Regions from separate parts of the Rattus norvegicus genome. Here region 2 is linked to region 1. The links are chromatin contacts, called in public Hi-C maps. All regions are on one chromosome and are shown on one strand. The core of a region is the stretch at or near the end of the contact, and the rest is flanking DNA. Distances in the headings are between cores, read along the strand shown. Region 1 holds the start of Oat (ornithine aminotransferase). Region 2 overlaps LOC102552031 (a long non-coding RNA gene).

The links. Hi-C and Micro-C count contacts between places; a contact is called where the count stands out from the background.
Region 2: a contact with region 1 is called in a Hi-C map of hepatocytes, with 1.6 times the contacts expected there. The contact joins the enhancer-like site here to the promoter of Oat in region 1. A contact is called at or near these places in 2 of 12 Hi-C or Micro-C datasets (hepatocytes and kidney) and 1 of 1 datasets of contacts at active chromatin or transcription factors (oligodendrocytes).

What each region holds. Positions count from the first base shown.
Region 1 is chr1:196,794,076-196,801,653 of GRCr8, reverse strand. Oat (ornithine aminotransferase) reads left to right here and starts at 3,900. Exons shown (of 10, transcript NM_022521.3): 1 at 3,900-3,969.
Region 2 is chr1:197,029,002-197,036,579 of GRCr8, reverse strand. LOC102552031 (a long non-coding RNA gene) reads right to left here. Exons shown (of 2, transcript XR_350782.5): 2 at 7,098-7,474. It also overlaps a transcript of Eef1akmt2 not described here. Among named protein-coding and RNA genes, the nearest start is that of Fam53b, 12 kb to the right of the region's middle. Within about 2 kb of position 4,314, at least 55 of the 93 cell types and tissues checked have an H3K27ac peak or open chromatin away from gene starts, as enhancers often do. A contact at or near this core is called in hepatocytes, where this site is marked.

The sequences.
Region 1 (7,578 bases), core at 2,651-5,150:
AGTGTGGACTTTTCAAATGATTAAAAGTTTGAAGCCCAAATCTATGTAGCCTAGACTAATAACAAGTAATAAGCTGGACAGTGTCGTGTTGGGGGAAAAAGCCTTCCTAGCCCATATTCTCTCGCCCGATTCTTTCTTTTTTTTGTTTGTTTGTTTTTAAAAAAATATTTATTTTTATTACTTTAGAATTATGTCCATATGTTTGTGGGCATGGCCCTGTGAGGGACAGAGACATTGGCTCTCCCGGAGCTGGAGTTACAGGCAATTGTGAGCTACCCGAAGAGGGTGCTGGACACTGAACACCAATCAGCGCTTGCTCCTAATCACCGGGCTGTGTCTCGACTTTGCCTGTTTTTGGAAACAGAGTCTTTCCGTGTAGCCCTGGCTGGCCTTGCACTTGCAAAGATCCTGCTGCCTCTGCTTCCCCAGGGTTGAGTGGGATTGCAGGAATGTGCCACCATGTCCGGCAAACCCAGCTGTTTTTCTGATCAATAAATATTGAGCATTGTCTACTTCAGAAACCAAAGGATTCATCCCCTTTCCGTGTGGGAGGAAATCAAATTTGCAAGGTTTCAGTTCATAACAATCGGAGGGAGGAGCATTTCCCAATGTCTGTTTCCCTTCCTTTTCGTATGGGTTCATCAGATATGAAACTTCCCACAGAGTCAGGTGCTAACAGCACTCGAGGGACCTTTCTCAAACTAACTTGTGGATTTAACTTGGATCTTGGTTATCTCTTCGTAGGATGGTTTCTATTTATTTGGCTGGTTTGGTTTTCAATACATCCTGATCAGTTTACCTGCCCCCACCGTCTTCTCCCATTCCTCACCCTACTCCACCCCACCCCAGTCCCTTCTCCCCATCCACTCCTTTTCTATTTCCCTTTAGACAAAAGCAGACCTCCCAGGGATATCCACAGAACACAGCTAAGAAGATACAATAAGACTAGGCACAAACCTTCATATCAAGGTTAGCTGAGGCAACACAGTAGGAGGAAAAGGGTACCAAGAGAAGACAAAAGAGTCAGACAGCCGTCACTCCCATTTTTGGGAGTCTCACAAGAACGCCAAGCTAACAACAATCACGTATATGGCAGAGGACTAATGCTGACCTATGCAGGCTCCGTGATTGCCACTTCAGTGTCCGTGGGCACAGGAGCACTGCAGGAGCTTTACCACTAGGTTTTCTCGTAGAACTATTTGCTCGAATCTGTTGGTCAAGACTTTACAATCCCCGTCATGTAGGCTCTGACCCTTCTTTGTGTTTTTAGATTGTGCAAATGCAGTCAGAACAGCTCTCGTTTCTCTGTGGGAAAAGGCTCCTCCAAGGTGCACGTTGTTCTTTCTTGGCTACAATTAGTGATGGGAAAAAAAAATGGAGTAGGAGGGAAACCATAAATTTTTATCATGCTCTTTGTACCCAGTGCCGTTCTCTGATAAGTGAGAAGTGATAAAACTCAGACGTTCCCAGAGGTTTCTCGCTTATGAAAACCTTTTCATCAAAGAGCACCCTACCTGTGAGTCCAAAAGGATTGCCACATGTTTTGATGTTACCCTTAGCTCTCTTGATGAGCTCAGCTGCTCCCGCTTGCCAAGGCATTACAAGGTCCCTGGGCCCTGGATTTACACACTTGTCCTGGTTTGCAGAGCAGAACTACAAAGAAACAGTTCTTTTCTGACCCCAGGGAAAGAAGGGCCAACCCCCCAGGAGGTTGAACATACTGAGTAGGTGATATCAAAGGAATTACTAAAAAAAGAAAAAACCAAAGTCACCGGCTCATAATAATGAACTCCAGAGGGCAATGGTCATTATAGTAATGATCTGGGAAAATGACCTTAGCCAAGGACAGGATGAGCCCGGGAGGCTTGCTCAGTGCTTCTGAGGATATTGGATTCACACACTGTCTCTGAGCCCACACTACCTCTGCCCCTACTGACCAGGTCAACTAAGACATTCCCTGTAATGGCTATTGAATGTCTTTTATTTTCCCTCTAGCTTGGTCTCTTTTTGTTTGTCTTTAGATGTGTCTGTCGTGTTCCTGTACCAGCATTTGCATGACTGTGGGTGCACGATTGACTCCTCCTCCGTATTTATTTAATTGAGTCTGGGCCTCTCACTTGAACCCAGAGCTCTAGGAATTTTCTTGTCTCTACCTCCTTGAACACTGGGTTTCCAGATGGGCCTCTATGCCCACTCAGCATAGTTATGTAGGCTCTGGGGATCTGAACTCTGGTCTCTCCATGCTTGCTAAACAATCACTTTACCTGCTGAACCATTTCCTCAGCTCTTTCCTGTCCTGCTTTCTTTTCCTTCTCTTTCTGTTCTTGCTCTGAGTCTAGGGAGGCTAGTCTGTGGGAATTGTCTTTTCTTTCTTGCCCACAGTCTAGTCTTTTTTTTTTTTTTTTTTTTCTTTTTTTTTTTTTTCGGAGCTGGGGACCGAACCCAGGGCCTTGCGCTTCCTAGGTAAGCGCTCTACCACTGAGCTAAATCCCCAGCCCCCCACAGTCTAGTCTTATAGGGATGTTTGCTTGGTTCAGGTTTCCTCTTATCAGATGACTGTAACTTGTATTAGATCCACCGAGCCTGGCAAGTGCCTACACTACTACTTCTTCCTCCTCCTCCCCTCTTCCTCCTCCTCCTCCTCCTCCTCTTCCTCTTCCTCTTCCTCTTCCTCTTCCTCCTCCTCTTCCTCTTCCTCCTCCTCCTCCTCCTCCTCCTCCTCCTCTTCCTCCTCCTCCTCCTCCTCCTCCTCCTCCTCCTCCTCCTCCTCCTCCTCCTCCTCCTCCTCCTCCTCCTCCTCCTCCTCCAAGTCAGGGTTTCTCTGTGTAACTCTGGCTGTCCTGGAACTTCCTCTGTAAACCAGGCTGGCCTGGAACTCACAGAGATCTCCCTGCCTCTGCCTCCAAGTACTGGGATTGAAGGTGTATGCCACCACCACTATCACCTGCCTTAACAAACTCCTTAGGCTTCTGGACTCTTAGTGGCTTCAATCCATGAGAAGCATGGAGGAAACTTTGAAGCTTAGTACCCAGCTCCCTCCAAGTAGTCCTTCCTCAAACTCCTCTCTCTTTTGGCTTCTAGAAACCCCACATCTAGCCCTGGATACTTAGAGTGGCTCTCTCTGATGTGCCAGTCCCTCCATCCTTGTACTTTCTTATCCACACATGTTCATTCCAACTTGGAGTGTGAAATCTTTCTGGCTGACCCTGAAGCATCACTATAGGGTAGTGCATAACTGGTCCTCTGTGGCCTGCAGCTTTTGGCACTGGACTAGATTAACTCTTCTATTCTCTGCATGTTTTATGACTTATTATGAGTGTTATAGACAAAATGGTACCTAAGTGACTTCTGATTCTGTTTATCCTGCAATATCCTTTTCGGGTTTTGAGTTTTAATCACGGTAGTGGAGGAAGTGCAGGCAAGTCTGTACTGTGTAGCTGTCATTTCCAACCACTAATAACAACAGTTACTAACATCTGGGCAGCGTTTACAGCCGCAGAGATGATATTAGAAGCATCAGTAAGCTGTTTTGCCATTTTGGTAGTGAGGGTTCAGGGTTTAAGATATGATATTTGCTCCCAAGAGGCTCTTTCAGGAAAGGCTTTGGAGGGTCCCTCGGCTAGAGAAACGCAGTGAGAGGCCACCAGTCCTTCGCGCCCCCGTTTCCCTTCCTGTAAAAGAAAGCGGACTGCTCCAAGTTCAGGCCAGAGCTCAAGCGCAGCAGGCACAAAAGCAGACTGCGCACTTGGGGAAGGCAGCAGATCTTGGCTCCCGGAGGATCAAGGCCGGGTGGGTGGGGCGAGGGTGAGCCTCTTATGATTGGTGTGCGGCCCTCCGCCATAGCCAATGAACTGAGAGAACGGGCGGGGGCGGGACAGACACGTCGTCTTAAACAGCCTGACGCGCCGGGCTGCCACATCGGGCTTCGTGGCTGAAATACAGTCAGTGTCGCTTAGCGGACGCTGTCAGGTACTACGTGCGCGCCGGGGCTGGGCCGGAGCTACCCGGACTCTCGGTGTTCCGGAGTCTCCACCGGGGCAATGCTGGGATCTCTGGGTCTAGGGCGCGGTGCAGGCTCGGGGTGGGGCGGGTTCGGCTAGAGGACGGGCGGGGAACGAGAGGCGGGAGATGTGGAACGGCCGCCTGCCAGGCACGGCTCGGGAGACTCGGCTGTGTGGATAGGGCCTTGGAGGCCTCGGCTTTGAGAAGGCGGCGTTGCGAGCGCGGGGCACCTCGAGCAGCTTGGCTGTGGGGGATCCGATCCTTGGGCACCCGATCCCTGGGGACAGAGCTGTGAACTTGTGACCACGTCACCGGGAGGGGGCGCTGATGCGGACCCAGCCCGAGTTCCTTGGGCAGCTTCTACATCTCGTGGCATATCATGCCCATCCCTCCCCAATGCTTACTTCTCTCCAGTCCTAAACCAAGTAAGAGGATTGAGGAAGTGACGTGCACATTATGATGAGATGGTGGCTAGGGATTGGCCCACAGGGCTTTCTGCACGTAGACCCCCTCCTTAGGCCTCTAGCATGCTATGCTGAACCTCAGTAAATTCCAGCCTAATTGTGGGGAGCTCTGGCTGCCAGCAAATCTTGCCTCAGGCCTACAATATGCCTGGGAGTACATTTACCTTGTAGATGTGTCAAGATATATTAAGGGACAAGGAGTGATTTTGGAATGAAATGGCTTTTCCAATTGAATAACCTCCGGTTCTCCACTCTAAATTTTCTTCTCATTCAGATTGTCAGTGTCTGTAGGTAAATTAATTTTATGTGCCCTGTAACGTACTTTAGATTGTGTGTGTGTGATCATGAATGAATGTGCCATCCGAGGCCAGAGGGATCCAGTATCCCCAGAGCCACTCTTGATAGTTGTGCCACGGGTAATGTGGGCGTTGGATCTTCTGCAAACTCTGGTCTTCTGCAAGAAGAATGTGGGTGATCTTAACTGCTGAGCCATCTTTCCAGCCCCTAAATCTTTAATTACTACATATTTTTAAAGGCGTCTCCCCTCCCCCCGGTCTCATATATTTACCTTCCATAGTCTGCTTTTATTATGGTTAATTGATGTATTTTATGCACTTTGCTGAGGTCTTGAGGATGAGCCAAAAACTCTATACTTCAAAAAATAGTAATGAATGGACAGTGATTTGGAGGTGTGCAGAGGGTGTGGTGTAGTTGGTCCAATCCTTTCCCAGTAGTGTTATTTTAGTTGTTTGCCAGTGACGCACTTGAGGTGAATTTTAGCCAGAATATTGGTTACATAAAACAAAGCTTATGTTGACAGAACTTCAAAAAAATAAGGGCTGTATTTGTGAATGGTTACCTCAGAAAAGTAAATATTTAACAATAGCCAAACCAAATTTACTTCTCAAGCTGAGTATTTTCAATGGCTTTTGGATGACTTTACACTGACGATTCTTTTAGAGTAATTTGGGAAAGTGTTATTTAATAAGGCAGGCTAAACAAATTCTTCCAAATGCAGCCCTTAATGGGAACTGTACTGTGGAAATATTCCTGTGGGCCGATGGGGAAGGAACAATGGTGGCCTGAAATGAAACATTAGGTGTTCAAAGTGCTTGGCCTGTCATTTTTCATTTTTAGGCCCCTATATCTGCTAAATATAAATAGTAGATAAATAGTAAATATAAATAATAAAATGTGTTTGACAACACATCATTGTATCTACCCAGCCATCCACCCGCCCACCCGCCCACTTGCCCGCCCGCCCATCCATCCATCCATCCATCCATTCATCCATCCATCCATTCATCCATCCATCCATCCATCTACCCATCTACCCATCCATCCATCCATCCATCCATCCATCCATCCATCCATCCATCCATCCACCCATCTGTCTAACTAATCTACTTGTCTTTTTTGGTTTCTTGAGACAGGGTTTCTCTGGGTAGCCCCGGCTGTCCCAGACTCACTTTGCAGACAGAGTTGTCCTCAACTCTGAGCCGTTGATGAAAAGATGAGCTTGCACAGGAGGACAGAGAGGCAGTCTCTCAGAACGGAGTTACTTTGATGCAGGATAGGTGGCCTCATGACCTGGCTTGTCTGGTTGCCACCTCGCCTCTTTCAGGAATTGTGTGTTCAGTAAGGATCTTGTTCTCTTGCCAGGCAAGAGAGTGCCAGCAGAAGGCGGGTACCCAGGGGAGGCGATTTTTGAGATGTGGTTGATTACTCCTTTTTACAAGCTTAAGTTTCACAGTCTGGATTGCTTAAAAACAAGTGTCTGAAGTGTTAGGATCTGTGATAAAAGTCTGCAGCATTCTGAGAGTGTTTAGAAGGGACTTGCATGGTAAATTCAAAGGGAGAAGGTAGAAAAAATATTATGTGCATAGTCTTTATTCACAGAAGAAAGTCAGTAGTTAATGGTAATCTCGTAAGTAGGTAATTTTCTTGTCTGACTGAAACTTGTCTTGCTGTTTATTTTATTTTAATATTAAGGCAAGGTCTTACTTTATAGCCCTAGCTGAGCTGGAACTCACTAGGTAGGACCAGGTTGGCCTCAAACCCCTAGAGATCCATCTGACTTTGCCTTCAGAGTGCTGGGATTAAAGGCAGATATCAGCATGCTTGACAACCTCTAACCTCTTGTGTATCCAAGGATGGTTTTGTACTCCTGATCCTTCTGCCTCTGCTTCTCTAGCTTATTTGGTGCTGGAGATGGTTCCCAAGGCTTCATATATATTAGGCAAGAACTTACCAACTGATCCTTAGTCCCCCAGGACTTCACTTTTATTGTTTTAGTGAAAAATAATCCAGTTTGAACAAGAACCCTGCCAGTGTTTTTTTTTTTTTTTTTTTTTTTAAGCTGTAGAACTTGGCTAGTGTTCCTATGAACTTCGAGCAGAAGAGAACGCAATGAATAGCTCCTTTGTGCTAAACCCAGGGCTTTAACATGGACTCCTCAAGACACCGTGAATGGCTTCAACCCCATCAAAGCTCAGGAAGAGTGGCACATTCGGCAGAGCCACAGACTGAATTTAAATCTGGATTGTGAAACACCGTGGATTTTCTATAATACCTCTACCATTTCCCGAGCTCCTTTGAAAGAGAAGGTTGTTGGTGGCCGTTTTAAAGCCCTCTTTAATTTTGTTCTAATATTTCTCATACGGTACCAAGCTCAGTAGCTCGAACACAGAGGCTCTTTAATAGAAATGTGTGCACTGGATTCTGGTATGTCATGGTTTGTGAAACTTGTGGCCTTTCCCAGTTAGGTTAAATATCCAGAGAACCTGAGAATATTACTCAGGTTTTGAATGGTTCTGTTATGTTACTGATTATCATCATTCTATATGAAATTGAGGGGATAAATAGATAGATTCTAGCTGTGTAAATTGAGATAAGCCAGTTTAGATAATCTTTGCAGTCTATTTTGTTTTGAGTCAGCTGAATGTAGCCTTGGACTGGAAACCCTCGTGTCTCAGCCCACCCTCCCCCCCAATGCTGGGTTTACAGCCCCCCCAACCCCCCCAACCCACATCTACAGTCACTTGCTGTCTTATTGCAACCTGTAAAACTACACCGTTAAAAGCATTTTTAGGATTTTTTTCAATAACCAGTT
Region 2 (7,578 bases), core at 3,065-5,564, 230 kb before region 1:
GTGTGTATGTTGTACTGCATATGTACTTGGTGCCTGAAGAGACCAGAAGAGGGCATCTTAGGCACTGGAATTAGAGTAAAATGAACAGTGTGAACTACCATTAAGTGCTGGATATGGAACCCAGGTCCTTTGCAATAACAAGTGCTCTAAACTGCTGAGTAGTCTCTCCAGCACCCCAGGCTTTGTTTTTTGAAGTTTAGTATTAGAATATTAAGATTGGTTTAGTCAGTTTTCTAATAACTAAATGCCTTTATTACACTTTTTTTCTTTTTATTTACTGAATAAGCTTTAATGCCTGCTTTTCATCCCTGTGCTTCTTATAGTAATAATAATAGTCACTAGGAACTTTACAAAACAGTTGCTACCAAACTGTTTGAGTTTTCAAGTTTTAACTCTTGCTCTGTTCTTTTTAGCCTTTAGCTTGCCTTAGCCAGAGGTCTTCCATCCAATGAGTTGCAAGCGTGACATTTGCTGTGTTTTCAGCACCTGCCAACTTGGAAACCAGGGTTTGTGCTCAGGACATAGGCTTACAACCCACACTTTGTGGTACACAATGCCGTCCCAGCTGGCATGCTTTCATACCTCAATGGTGCTAGACAGTCGGTTACAGAGCGGCACTGCTTCTCAAGTGCAGATTGCCTCTCCAAGCTGCTTTCAACTCTTATTCTATATCAGAGGAGTGAGCTTGGCATCATTAAATTCACTGCTGTGGTTATTTTTCAATGGAAGTAAATTTGGCTTATTTTTTAATCAAAAAAATACATTTTTTCTTTTAAGAATCAAAATGCTGGGGTTGGGATTTAGCTCAGTGGTAGAGCGCTTGCCTAGGAAGCACAAGGCCCTGGGTTCGGTCCCCAGCTCCGAAAAAAAAGAATCAAAAAAAAAAGAATCAAAATGCTTCTAAATAGTCTAAAATACCCTGTGTTTTTGATATCTAGCATGCATATTTTATAATCCTAGATTTGTAACTTATTTTTATGGTTGATAAAAGCACAGGAAAGAACCAGGGATTAATGTGTTATAACATGTTTGATAGGTAGGACTATTAGTTGTAATTCATTGTAGATGTGGAAAAAATTGCAGACTTTTTTTCTGAGTAAGATCTATATATGAAAATTGCCCCATAATGGACTCAGAGGTTTGGCCTCTAACTGACCAGAAAGTTTATATACTTGCCATTGAGGTATATTCTATCAACTTGCTTTCAGAAGCCAATCTCTTTGATAACATTTCAGGTGGATTTGGTGACATCTGTCTCTCTATAATCTATTATAAGCAATTTTAAAAGGTTTTGCTTGAAAAAAAAAGTCTTTTCAGATGTAGAAAGAAGAGTGTGAAATGTGAGTGACTGGCTTTTAATACAGCAGTGTGACAGAGGCGCGGTGGCTTTGAGCTGAATGAAAGGGTTGGTACACGAGCATCTGCATACTCTGTTGGCCCAGTATAACAAACACATCTGACATTTGTCTGGTTCACTTTGTTAGTCTAAATGAATTCCTATGGTTATTCTCTTAGAATTTTAGTGGTGTACTCTTAGACATAGGTATAGATAGATATGAAACTGACCATTTACTTGCACTGACTCAAACCTTAAAGTTTAGCTCTTTGTTGTTTGAGCATCTCATTGATCTGGTTCTAAAGGCATAGGAATAAAACACCCACTAACTGTTTTAGACACTCCTTAGTGAATATCAAAAGCAACCTTTACCCTCCTCTACACAGATGTGCTTGGGTGAACACTTCATTAGCTTGTTGATACAAGTTATAGTTGGTTACACCCTTTCTTAATAAAATACACCCTTATTGTCTCCTGTTGCTTAAGATCTGTAAGCTTGGAATTGGAGAGCTGTAACAGTGATACTCGGTGAAGTATACATGCTGCGTACCGTACAAACAAACAGCCTGCTATTTGCTAGGCTTCTTTTTGGGGGAAAGCCAAAAGAACCAGTATTGTTTTATTCTTGTGTCCCATATTGGTCTTAGAGTAAGAAACTAAGTAATCCCTGCATTTTGTACTTCCTGGGGTGTTGAATAGTCTAAATCAGGTTAGTATTTATTGAGGATAATGGTAGAGTTACAGGTGGCTGTTTTTTAGATTTGTGGATTTATTTCTGAATTGACCTGTGAATTTGGAATTAGGTGTTTGGTTGTACTCTAAATCTTGTTCTGATTTGGTTGACCATTTAGGCACAAGCAAACAGTAGGCAGTTGAGCTCCTCCTCTTCTTCCTACTGCTGTTTACCTAATCTTAAATGCAGTTGACAGGGTTTGTGTCTGTTCTGAACTAAACAAAACTTTAATACAGCAGCCTAAGGGACAGGACTTTTTTATAATAAAGATTCATCATATTTAGCAGTAAGAAGCCAAGATGTGATAACATTATGGAAGACTGGCATAAGCCTTAACATGTGTGCCTTTTTAGTCTTGAAGATTCAGATTTAGACAACTCCATTGGTTAGCCAGCTCCTTAAGCAGGAATTTTAGTCCTAGGCAAGGTCAAGAAAGGCTAAGAACCAGAAAAACAGGCTGTTTAGGGTTGAAAACTGAGGCATTAGAGCAAAGGAGCTCCCCATAACCCCCATCTTTGTGATTTCATGAGACTAACATGGTTCTGAAAGCAACAAGAATAATGGTTGCAATAATTGTTTCCAGACTTAGGACCCCTGACATCTTGATTTTTTTAAGTTGACCTGATGAACTAGTAATTGCAGGGATAAACGGAATGTTAGCCAGCAGGAGTCACTCTAGGCCTCCCAATAAAAAAGCTAGTGCATTAAACTCTGTTCTTACAGTACTTGGAGGCTAAGATGGTGGAGCTGTGCTGTGATAAGGTGGCTTTCAGGAAATGACCTTAAGTGTATTATAGTAGTCTCTGCTTTTCATGTGCCTACCTTCTTTTGACAGAACATGTGAGTCTTATTCCTTTAAAAAATGGCCCTTAACATTTTCTTAAAAGGAAGTAATGTATTATGGATATCAGCATCTTTTATATTCTGTGTATTAGCACACTTGGCCTTAGAGTGATTTGATTATGTTCACATCATCTCTCTGAGGTGAGCTGACATCCTTTCTTCTGATGAGCATCTTAATCTTATGGCAGAACCTCTGTAAGGAGCTGTAGTTAGTGTGAAATACGTTAGGTCATGCTTTTCTGAAAAGAATAGGTCCAGTGTGGTGACAAACTGAAATATTTCAGCAATATCCATGGAATCAAATAGTTTCCCAAGTGCACACAAACTCAAAAAGTTAATTGTTCATTTATGTTTGATACTAGGATTGCAACATTGGATTAAAACCAATTAAGTGTTCCTCGAAGCAACAGAAAAAGTTTCCTGATTTATGAATAGAACCATTCAAATGGTGCAGACACAATCCATGTAAAGTAATGAGGTGTTTTGTTTTTTTGGCAAAGGGGAACGCAAAACAGGCATAGGGACAAAAAAAAAAAAAATAGCCCAGAACTCTTAAAAAAAAAATCTCTTTGGAAAAGGCTAATAACACACACATCAGCAGGAAAGGAGTGATGAGAAATCTAGGACTTCATTTCATAAGGAACCTTGTCCCCTCCCCCAGGTGAGCTGCACAATGAAAATACTCTCCTTATTCTATCAGGGTTACATTCCTGCACTTAAGTCAACATCCTAAGTTACAGAACTAAACATGCCCTGCCTCTGCTTAGCAACCGCAAATCCTTCCTTCCCCAGTTGCATGTATTTTGGATGTGGCATCTGAAGTACAAATTCCTCAATTTCGATCGCACCCAGAGCAGAAACAGTGCTTTATTATCCTAAAGTGTGGCCGCTCCATGGTCCGCCCCCTCTTTGCGGTCTTGTTCGCCGCAGATTGTTTTAAACTGCGAAGCCAAACCCGGAAGCTGGCTATCCGAAGCCCACGAGGCCTGAGTTTCAATTCTGACTTGTGCGGTGCTACTTCCCTGGGCCTCTCGGCATGAGGGGTTCGCCCTGCGGGTTCACTGGACACCCGGCAGCCCTGACGGAGGCGCGCCGTGACCCCCCCCCACTCCCCGCCCACCGGCGGCTGCGCGCACTGCACCTCGTAGCGGCACGCCGGGTGCCCCGGCCGCGACGCCGCCCGCACAACGCCACCGAGTTCACGCAGCCGCGGTCGGGCGGCCCGGCAGCGGCGGGCACAGGCGGCCTGACCGAGGTCGGTTAAAGGGACGAGTTGCAAACAGTTCAGGAAGTGACAAGTCTATTTCCTCCTCCCCGGGAGTCGCTCGGTACAAAGCGCTCGGCGCCGGCAGGAGAGCGTGCGCACGGCGGACGCGGGCGGGCAGCCTGGACGACTTGGCGAGCGCTAGCAGTGACGGCCCGCGTCCGGCGCGCACAGTAAGCGACCCGGCCGGGCGACCGCGCCAGGGGGCTGGTCCGGAGCGGGATCCGTGCGAACTCCCCGGCGCTGGCGGGGAAAGCTGGGCTCGCGTGCGCTGCGTTCGCTCTTTCCTTAATGCTGCTGGCTTTCTTTCTCCCTGTCTCCTTGTTAGGCGGCGGATCGGGTGGTTTCTGCCGGCGCCGACTCTTGCTCGCCCCGGTGCAGGCGTGAGACTTGTCAGCACGCTGGCGGGGGAAGAGCAAACCTAGCGCTGCAGAAAAGTCTGCGCTCGGCGGGCCCGGCGAACGGCCGTGGAGACGGCTACGTCCGGGGCAGCCTCCTCCTTTGAGGCTCAACTCGAGCCCTGGCTGTGGCAGCAGCGAAGGCTCTGAGCCCCGAAGTTCCGCATCGTTTGCAGACAACTCTTTTGTTCACGGAAGTTTACACCCGCCACCCCTGGGATGCGGGCGCGCAGGGACGACTCCAAGGCTGCTGACTGACCCGCGCGGTGTCGATGGGGGTGAGAGGGCGCTCTGCCTAGGGAGGGGAAGCAGGCGGTGTGGTCGCGGCCAGGGCTTGAGGAGTGGGGGGTCGCCTGTGCCGGCGTGGTTTATGCACATGGCGAAGAGGGCCGTCCGTCACAGGATACTAGCCTAGGCACATTTTTTTTCTTTCTGCCAATCCTTGATTAGAGAGCCAGTGGGAGTCAGGTTCCCTGTTAGGGGTTTCTCTTGGTGGAACCGGGACGAAAGAGACTTGAAAACCCAAGAATCCGAAGAGGGTGATTCGAGTTGGCTCAAATGTTTTCTCGATACCCCCCGTACTCCCCTCCACCCCCGACACATACACAAGCTCCTCTTTCACCCCCAGACTGAGGGAACAGTGCTTGGGGAGTGTGGGACAAGAGCCTGGAATTGCGTGGGCAGGCTTGCTCTGGACCCTCCCTTCGGACGCCCCCTGATGCCAAGCTTGCTCCTTCTGACCGCCGGGTTCATTAACACGTACTGTACTTAGTACCATGGCGAACAAAGAAAAGCTCTTTGCAGCATTTGGTGAATGGGATTCTGCCTCCTATAGGCCACACTCCTGAGTTTTCCATACGGTAGAATCAGGACTCTGGTGTTGGGAAAGTGGTCCCCGTCCTGAGTTGCATTCAGGTCCTGGCCCCATTTGTGCCGCCTCTGCTGCCTCGGTACTTGTCTCGCAGGAGTTGGTGCAGATGGAGCTAGGCTGGTGGTGGTTCAACAGGAACAAATGTTTGTTGAATTATTGGACGGTGAAGAAAAGGGACTGTTTTCTGTTGACTGCTTCAAGAGTTGGAATGACATTGTTTATTGGCCCAGGAAGCCAGGCAAATGTCTTGTGCTCCTTCAACATATTAGCAGGCCTCCAAATGACATGCTAGCATATGTATTCCCAGCAGTCTCCACGCCTGCCTGAAAGTGGGAATCCCTCCTTGCTGAATCCTAGACTCTCATTTAGAATGATGTGACTTCACTTGGGGCCCCGGGAAAGAATGGAGTTTGCCCACCCGTGAAACTCAGGATCCTGACTGGGCCAAGTTTTGGTTTCATTTTAATTTGTCCACTTAGCAGGGACTTATCGTAGTCACAGTTCTGACGGTGAGTTGAAGGTCTGTAGATTCCCCCTCCCCCCTTGGCTGTGGGCTAGATTAGCAGAAAACTTGTTCCAGGTGATAGGCCCCCTTTAGAGAAAGAAGGTTTGAGTCACAAGGTTAGTGACTGTAGTTGTAGACCCAGGGGTGTGCCAGCCAGTTTCTGGATGCTGTGCTAGTCAAGAAGAGGCTTGGGGAATGCCTATGGTTTTCTCCCAAATGTCCACATAGGGAACATGATGCTCTTGAGACCCGTTCAAAATAGCTCTGCTCAAGGACTTGCTGCCCCCTACCCCCCTTAGAAGAGTGTGATGTGCATTGATTTTAACATCAAAGCAAGCATTCTGGAAAAGCTGTCTGTGTTGCTGCAGACAGGACTTAAGGTTGTTCAAGGCAGGATAAGTTCACTATCTTGATTGATAAAGATTCAAATCCCCATCTCCCCTTTATTTTCAGTGTAGTAGGTATATGTTATGGAAAAAGTTTAAGATAGATACTTGAGGGCCCATAGAGGAGACACTTAACTGACAATTTACAGGAAGCCCTTACTGGGTGCTCCTTTGTGCTCTCCCTCTCTCGTCCTCCCTCTCTCTCCTTCCCTCTCTCTCCCTCTCTCCCTCCTATTTCCTTCTCTCTCTTCCCCAACTGTCCGCTCTCCCCCTCCCTCTCTTCCTCTGTCCCTCACTCCTAATCTCTCCTTTGCTCTTATTAGTTGGTACCCTCTAGCATCCCCATCCTGTAGTTCTGTAGAAACTGGTTTGTTTTAAGAGAGTTCCTTGAGCTGGTGTTTGACCCATGGTGGGAGCTCAGCAAAAGCCAGCTCTCCTCCCCCGTCACAAGGGAGCTATGTTTAAATACTGTCAGCAGGGGACACTGTGGAGCAATCTGGTACCTGCAGAACTCTTTAAAATGCACACCCTTCTCAGCCACTCCTCTTCAGCTGGCACTGAGGGTTGAGGGCTGTGTCCTCTGTCCCAGCTGATGTGTCATTCAGGCATGAGACTTTCTAGGGTTAAATCATGCACAGTCTGGAAAACTTGTTTGTGCCCAGAAAAGGGGGGGGGGCACTGAAATAAACACTCAGGTCAGCACAACCACTACCACTGTGCACACCTCTCTGATGTGTAATAAAAGAAACCTGCAGGCATAATTTGTTATATAATATGCTGATAGTACAAGTTTTGGTTTTAGATGGAAACCAGATGTGGACAGACTGTTTAATTGATCCCGCAATGAGGGGAGGGGGTGTTAATAGACTAAGTAGTTCTGCAAACCCCAAAGGTGGTTTGTTTTTTGTTTTAACTTATGGGGATAACCCCAATCTCAGGGCTTTCTCAAGCATATTGCCTCTCTGCTTGTGCTGTGCTGCAGCTGTCCTTTTTGTCAGACTCCTCCTCTCTCCAAAGAGCCGGTTTGTTGCCAACACGAAGCACATGGCTGGATCTGGCTGGGCTCAGCTCTGCTCAGCTCTGCTGGGCTCCGTTCCTCCTCTTCTCTCTTCGTCCAGCTGCTGCACTGCCCTTCACGCTGTGAAACAGAGAACAGCCCCGGGACTTGGGTACTGCCAGAAATGCTGAGTGCTCTCCTTCTTAAACATCGTCCCTTGGAAGCTGGTGTTCATACTTGTTCAA